Linked DNA regions of Rattus norvegicus: region 1 is linked to region 2. Evidence: chromatin contacts called from public HiChIP or PLAC-seq data. All regions are on one chromosome and are shown on one strand. The core of a region is the stretch at or near the end of the contact, and the rest is flanking DNA. Distances in the headings are between cores, read along the strand shown. Region 1 overlaps Rap1gap (Rap1 GTPase-activating protein). Region 2 holds the start of Rap1gap (Rap1 GTPase-activating protein).

What was found. HiChIP or PLAC-seq counts read pairs in DNA pulled down with a chosen protein or histone mark.
Region 1: a contact with region 2 is called in an H3K27ac HiChIP or PLAC-seq map of oligodendrocytes, with 9 times the contacts expected there. The contact joins the enhancer-like site here to the promoter of Rap1gap in region 2. A contact is called at or near these places in 11 of 12 Hi-C or Micro-C datasets (the A7r5 cell line, Schwann cells, frontal cortex and 6 more) and 1 of 1 datasets of contacts at active chromatin or transcription factors (oligodendrocytes).

Annotation. Positions count from the first base shown.
Region 1 is chr5:155,214,269-155,217,890 of GRCr8, forward strand. It overlaps Rap1gap (Rap1 GTPase-activating protein), which reads left to right. Exons shown (of 26, transcript NM_001100713.2): 18 at 910-1,041; 19 at 2,838-2,915. Among named protein-coding and RNA genes, the nearest start is that of Rap1gap, 41 kb to the left of the region's middle. Within about 2 kb of position 1,528, at least 4 of the 93 cell types and tissues checked have an H3K27ac peak or open chromatin away from gene starts, as enhancers often do.
Region 2 is chr5:155,173,180-155,176,762 of GRCr8, forward strand. It overlaps Rap1gap (Rap1 GTPase-activating protein), which reads left to right and starts at 2,121. Exons shown (of 26, transcript NM_001100713.2): 1 at 2,121-2,274. The coding sequence starts at 2,231.

The DNA.
Region 1 (3,622 bases), core at 278-2,777, 40 kb after region 2:
GCATTCTCCAAACCTCAGCTATCTGTTGAGTAGGGAAATGGGGGTTCATAACAGCTCACCACACTCAAACGCTTTTGAATTATTTGCAAAGCAGTTAGGCGAGCATCCTGTGGGTGTAAAATCTTGCCCACCTACCATATCAAGGACAATCTAGAGGTAGGCAGAGGAGGGGGGCTTCTGATTCCCTTTGGATGGGGCCTGGACTCATCCAGCTGCAGGGTGGTGCGCAGTGATTTCTCTGTTCCTCTTGGTCCACAGCGGGGAGGTGGCCTCACTCTTACCCAGGCTCAGCCACAGTGGGAACTGTGGGCTTCTATAGGAAGATTAATCTAGTAGTCCACAAAGGACACCAGCCAGAGTCAGGGACCCACGGACTGAACACAGGTCTAATGTTTGCTTTGAGCAGGGTCCAGGGGTTTCTCATCTGGCTGATGCCAAGTAGGGACCCTGGATTAGGTCCAAGTGTGCTCCTAAGGCAACAGAGTCTGCAGGGAAAGGCATATGATCTGGCCCCATGGGCCTCAGGCTCACCTCTGCCTAGGGTTTTTTCCTGGTTAAAGTGGCCATCAGACAGCTCCACCATGTAGAGGAAACACTTGGAAAAAAACAGACAGAGGGAAGGGACCCTGAGAGGGTCCTGAAGGGCCCCTGGTGAGCACGACCAGCCATGCACATGCCTAGTGTTGTCTGCTCTCCTCATGACATCCACATGAGACGCTCAACATGCTGGTGACACAGCTGAAGTTCGCTGTTCACCTGCCTCTAGCGTGACACACAGCTGATGCTTCAAAGGGTCACCCAGAATGGCATTGGTGACAAGGGGCAAGATGCATGTTTCCTGAAGGTTTGCCAAGGGTAAGAAGCCCCAGGAAGCCCATGCCTCCTTTATGCCCCCCTCTCCTCCCACAGAGGGTCATCCGGAGCCGGAGCCAGTCCATGGATGCCATGGGACTGAGCAACAAGAAACCCAACACCGTGTCTACCAGCCACAGTGGGAGCTTCACCCCCAACAACCCGGACCTGGCCAAGGCAGCTGGCATAGTGAGTGTCCCCAGACTTTCCCTGACCCGCCTTCCTCCCCAGGGCCCTTGGTGCTCCCTTCCTCCTGAGGCCTGGCCTTACCTCTTCCCACCGCCCTGCTGTTCCCATGCTCACCCTGGGCACTGGACTTGATGTAGATACCGCTCTCCGGGGCCAAGTACCCCAATCGGGACATACTGTTCCTCAAGCCCCTGGCCTTCTCCTCCTGGCCCTTTGTTTATTTGGGTGTGACTTTCTACAGCCTCTGTGTCCCAGTCCTTACTGAATACCTGCTGTCTGTTGTGTGCTGGAAACTGGGCTGCTTTGTGGGCACCTACTGTCAAGCCTTAAGTCTCTGGAGGCACCTCTGTGTGTGAGGCTATGGGCATCCACTGTGTGTCAGGACCTGGGCTGCTGTGTGGACATGTACTTTATGAGCACCTACTGTGAGCCCAGACTTGAGTTCTCGTGAGCACCTACTATGTGCCCCGCCCTGATCTGCTGTGTGAGCACCTACTGTGTGTTGAAAAAAATGGGCTTCTGTGTGGGCGCCAACTCTGTGAGCACCTTCTGTGTGCCCCAGCCCTAGGTTGCTGTGTGAGTACATACTGTGTGTCAGGAATTGGGCTGCCGTGGGAGCAAAGGATGCGTGCTAAGCTCTGATTATCAGGACAAATGCTGTCTCTCAGGACGTATGCTTAGGACGTATGCTAGTCTGTGTTTGCAGCAGCCTGGGCCTCAATGCCTGTGACTGCCTTTTGTGTGTCTGGAACTGGGCTTCTGTGTGGGCTTGCCTAAGTGAACCCGGTCACTGATTACTGTCTGCCAGTCTCTATGGGAGTCTGCACCCCCAATACTCAGGGAATTCAACAAGCCTACATCATAACTTAGCTGCTTTGCGCCATCTAGTGGCTACCCCAGACACTGCATGCATCGCTCTGCCCCTCTCCCACTCCACTTACCTTCTCAGACATCCACCCACTTACCCACCCATGCATCCATCTACCCATCCGCCCACCTATGCATTTATCCATTTATCAGCCCATCTAACTATCAATCCACCCACTGGTCCGTCTGTCCAACCATAATCCTCCCACTTACATATCCATCAGTCCATCCGCCTGTCCACCTACCCAGCCACACATTCTTTGCTTGCTGTCTGCATGCCAAGCCCTGTGCTTTGTGCTGTGAGACTGTGCATGTGGCGGGAGTCTCCCCTCTCCCTACCATCTCTCGTGTGGTCTGGTCTGGCCAGGGGAGCAAGGTGAGGCTTGGCTGTCCAGTGGCCACCAAGTCCGTTGACATCCAGAACCTGGCCCAACTTCTCCCCAACCCAGGTTCTCAGCCCTTCCCTTCCTGCTTGTGGAGCGGCCCCGCCTCCCGTGGGTGGCTGTGGAGGGGCCCCGGGTTAGGGTCAGGCCAGCAGCAACCACCGTGGCAGTAACCAGACCCATTTCTGTTTTTGTTTTCGCACGATTCTCCCTCTCTTCACGTGGCTTCCTTTCCCTATTCTTCCTGTTTCCTCCTCCTTTCCACACCTGCCAATCCTTCCTTACCCTGTCCGCTTGCCGCCCCCTCCAATTCCTCCTGCCCTCGGTTTCCTTTTTTGGACCCCCTTTCGTTCCACCTGCCTCACCTCCCTTGCCCCACTGTTCCTCCCTACCCTCGGTTTCTGTCTTCCCCATGTCTTGTGCTCTTGCCGTCCCCACTTGCCACTGCCTCCTCTGTTTCTCCCTTTCCTTCTTTCTCTTCATATTCCCACCCTCCACCCCCGCCCCTGCCCACCACTCTCTCTCTACCTCTCTGCCCCTCACCAGTCATTGCTTATTCCCGGGAAAAGCGCGAGTAGATTCGGACGCCGGGGCAGCGCCTTAGGCATAGGAGCTGTGGAAGAGGTTGTCATCCATCCAGGGGCCGCGGCTCCGGAGCTGCCTGCACGCGCTGTTCTCCGCTCGCTCTCAGGACGGAGGCCATATTGGGGACGTTGCCCCCTTCCCGGGACAGGCCTAAGGGCGTGCAGGGCAGAGTGCCACGGCTCTGGTGATGCTGGGACCTGGGCCAGATCTCCTCACTAGGAGACTCTGGCCCTCGCCTGGCCTGGCCCCTGGAACCCTGACTGGGTCCTTGCTGGGATCTGGTACTCTCTGCCCAGCTGCACGTCTCCCAATATTGCCGGTTCTGCATGAAGCATCATCTCTCCCTATCCCCGTGTCCCCTCCTTACCATGAGCTGCCTGCAGATCCTGTCCCTCCCTTCATGCCTCCTCAGGGCCCACTTCCTACCTCCCCATGCTTCCCGCCATAGTGTGTGTAAAAGGGGATGTCCCCATTTGGGGCACAGAGCCTCCCCAGGTAGTCTGACGCCTGAGGGTGGAGGTGCCCTGGTAGGGGCTGGGTTTGCGCCACTGCTTTCTCACTACTACTTTTAGGCTGCAGCTCCCATGAGGCCCAGGGGCAAGAGGTGGGGCCGTCTGGGGATTTGTCCTTCCTTCTGACCCCAGTGGCTGCCCTCTCCCTCTCTCGGACTAATGTCCAGCACAGCCCTGCTGAGTGTTCTCCGGAGCAGCCCCGTCCCTCTGTGGGCCTGCCCGTCTATCAGGCAG
Region 2 (3,583 bases), core at 871-3,370:
CTCTGCATCTCTCTCTCTCTCTCTCTCTCTCTCTCTCTCTCTCTCTCTCTCTCTCTGGGTGGTCAGTTAGTTTCTTTACTAATTTTTGCTATCCTGGTAGAGCGGCAAACCCACCCAGTTAAGCCTCCTTTAAATCACACTGCAGTGAAGGTTTTACTTAACACACACACAGTGCCAGCCAAGGTCCCCAGCGTCTTATGATTGACAGTTTAATGTATAGCCAAGCCTTTTGAATAATCAGCACCTTCATCACCAGCCCCACTTTGCAGATGAAAAGACTGAGGTGCAGAAAGGTTAAGCACCTTACCCTAGGTCACACAGCTGACAGATGAGAGAGTTGGGTTGGACCCCTAGGAGAGCCCCAAGGATGTAAATGCAGGCCTCCCCGTCATTCCTCGGTCTTGGCTGTTAATCTTCGGCATCCACATTGTGATGTAGAGCGAATTCTTATAGGTGATCGCACAGGCTAAGAGGATGTTTTTAATGGTTGCTGGCCTAAGCGGGGCTATGAGCTAGCCATGGAGTGCCCGCCACATCTGTGTCTGAGAGAACATGAACTCGCTCACTGACTGTCCCACCCCCGTCGGTTGCCAACCAGGCAGCTGCAGTTGGGCAGAGCTCAGAAGCTGGAGCCCACACTGGGCTCTTTGTCCTTGGTGGGAACCCTGCAGCCCCCATGGCCTGTCTCAAGGGCCCTCTGTCCCAGCACCAGGGGGGCCTCCCTGGGCCAGGCCCAGCTGGGAAACTTGGCATGTTGGTGGCTTCTTGGCCATCCTGCCAACTGGGCATTCAGAATCCACTCAGGAATCGGCCCCCTCAATGAACCTAGGGGGACCGAGGCCCTTGCTCAAGGGGGTAGCGCAAGTCCCGATAGGGCTGGAGTCCTGGATGAGCCCAGAGCTAGGCAGCCCCCACTATACACACTGCCCAGGCTGGATTCACTCTCTTCCCCATCCTACTCCTACCTGAGAATCTCTGCTGCTCCACAGAAGTGGGAACAAGTTGTTCTCTCCTCAGTGAATAACTGTGGTGCTTCACCCTCTCCCCACTACCCAGCCCTAGCTGACCGCGAGGTACACAATGGGCATCTAACACTGCCCTGCAGCGGAGGTCTCTCCTCAGCAGAGTCTGCAGCTGGCATCCAGCACAATCGCCTCAACCCCCACCCCCACCCTGAGCGCTCTGCCTAGAGGACCAGGAGGGAGTCAGATGCTAAGGTGGGAGCTCAACAACCTCAAAGAGGCTCTGAACCCTGCAGGACCATCCTCGGGCCTCCTTGGCTTATCGGAGCAGGGAACAAAGGGGCTGGAGGGGCAGCTCACCCAGTAACTGTTGTGAGTCCCGCCTGGCCCTGTCTGGGTGAAGCAAACTGGAGTCTAGACCCTTGTCAATCATAGCCGTCATTTCCCAAAAGATGAAAGAGAGCCGGTCCCATCCTAGCTCAGTCACAGAAAAGCTTCTGAAAATCCTTGCCACCTGGCCTGGTTCCTTTGGTGGTCCGTCCTCCCTCCTTCCTCCTTCCTCCTCTCCCTCCTCCCTCCTCTCTCTTAGCCTGCCCCTGAAGCTCCCTAAGAAGAAGGCTCCACAGAAACACTCAAGGTTCCTGGGGCCTCTCTGGACAGCGGTGAGGGAGCATTGCCTGGCGTTGGGCTTATGTCCCACTGTTAGCAGATATCTCCAGGAGTGTCAGAATAGAGGGGAGATCTACTGCGTCGGGAGTAAATGTATGATTCAACCCTGTTTGTATCCCAAAGTGGATTCATGGAGGATCTAGGTGTATTTCCAAACCTCCCCTCTCTTTGCTGCTCTCCACAGGGTGGTAATGGAGAGTTCTGAGGGGGGCCTCAGCCAGGACAACAGGAGGGTCCCTTAATCTCTGTCTGACCTGCAGAACAATGTTGGCCCCAGGCCGCAGGGCCATCAGGCCCGGAGCTGATGGGCTGTGCACTTCAGCCTTAACTCAGCTGGAGGCCAGGCTGATCCAACTTTCCCTGTGGGACACCCTTGGCTCCTCTCCCTGGGGAGGACTGGAGGTGGCTCTGTGGACGGGGCCGGGCGGCAGCGTGGGGGTGGCGCTCTCGGAAAGCCCCGCGGCCCGGAGCGAACAAGCGGCCCTTTCTGTACCCGGACCTCAGCTGGCGGGCGGCCCGGGGCGCACACGGTCCGGGTTGGGGCGGCGTTGCCAAGGTGACCCTGCGCTGGGCTGGCGACGGGCAGCGGCGACGATACCATGAGCGGCCGGAAGCGCAGCTTCACCTTCGGTGCCTATGGAGGGTAGGTGCGCCCCCGTGTGCGAGTGCATGTGCGCATCCGGGGTCTTGCTTGGGTGCGGTGGCCTCCGCGGTGGGGAAGGGTGGGGAGGCTGCGAGGCAAGCATACATCCAAGTCGTGCGCGGGACTCGTGAGCTCCCGTGTGCTCTGCTGGGTGTTCACGTGCACCACATGTGGGGGTGAGAGTAAGTGTGGATCACAGTGTCTATAAACATGCATGTGAGACTGTGAAGAGTTCTCTCTCTCTCTCTCTCTCTCTCTCTCTCTCTCTCTCTCTCTCTCTCTGGTGTGTGTGTGTGTGTGTGTGTGTGTGTGTGTGTGTGTGTGTGTCCGTCTCCAACTAAGTGGGTACAGGGGGCTAGGTGGATGGAGTAGAGCGTCTCAGAAGGCTCCACTTTGCCTCTGCAGTCCCTCTACTGGGGCTTTTGGAAGTTGGTCCCTCCCACTTTGACCACCTCATCTTGTACAAGCTGATCGCTTGACTCTGAGGCTGGAGCTGAGGGCAGAGTGATAGATGGCCCATCTCCTTGACCTCCTGGTCACCTCCTTGACCCTAAGCACCCACCCCTGAGGAATTCGGAAGTGGGATGGGATTGTTGCCAGCAGCAGAAATTGGCAAACCAGAGGGAGATAGGCTGCACATTAGGCCCAGTGGCCTTTCCTGGGCCAGCCAAGGGGCTGTGTGACCTTCACCATTCTGGTCTCATAACCATCAGAGGGACACAGTTAGGGTTTGGTATGGTGCCGTGGGGGTACGGTCAGTGTCCCATGAGCTGTGTGTAGGGGAGGTGCTCTCTTCCTGGCTGCTCAACCTCAGAGGAGACCCCCTGCAGAGGGGCAGGGTGGGCAGACAGAGAAGTACCTATTGGGGCTAAGGCCTTAACTGTCAAGTGAAGCCAGGAGCTTAGGCAGTGTGGGACTTCCTGGTCATGATATCCAGGGGCAGCTTAGAGGGTGAGGGCAGGGTCTGCTTTGTAACCGTGGATGTGAGTATAGACTTTCCCAGTCTTACTCCCGATCAGGATCCTCCATGCACCCCAGCTCAGCACCGGCCAGGCTCAGCACCCTCATCTCCCTCAACCCCCCCCAACCATTTCAGTCCAGTTTTTCCCTTCCTCTCTGCTCCCTGCTTGCCTCAGGCAAAAAGCAAGGGTTGTTTGTTTTCCCAACAGTGGCCCAGTCCTGTGGTCCCCCACTAGGAAGGAGGGTGGAGCCCCAAGGCTCCCCCACATCAAGGTGCCCTCTCCGAGAACACAGGCTGGGCGAGAATGTGGGCAAGGCCCTGCTCACCCACCCTTCTTCAGTCCAGGCC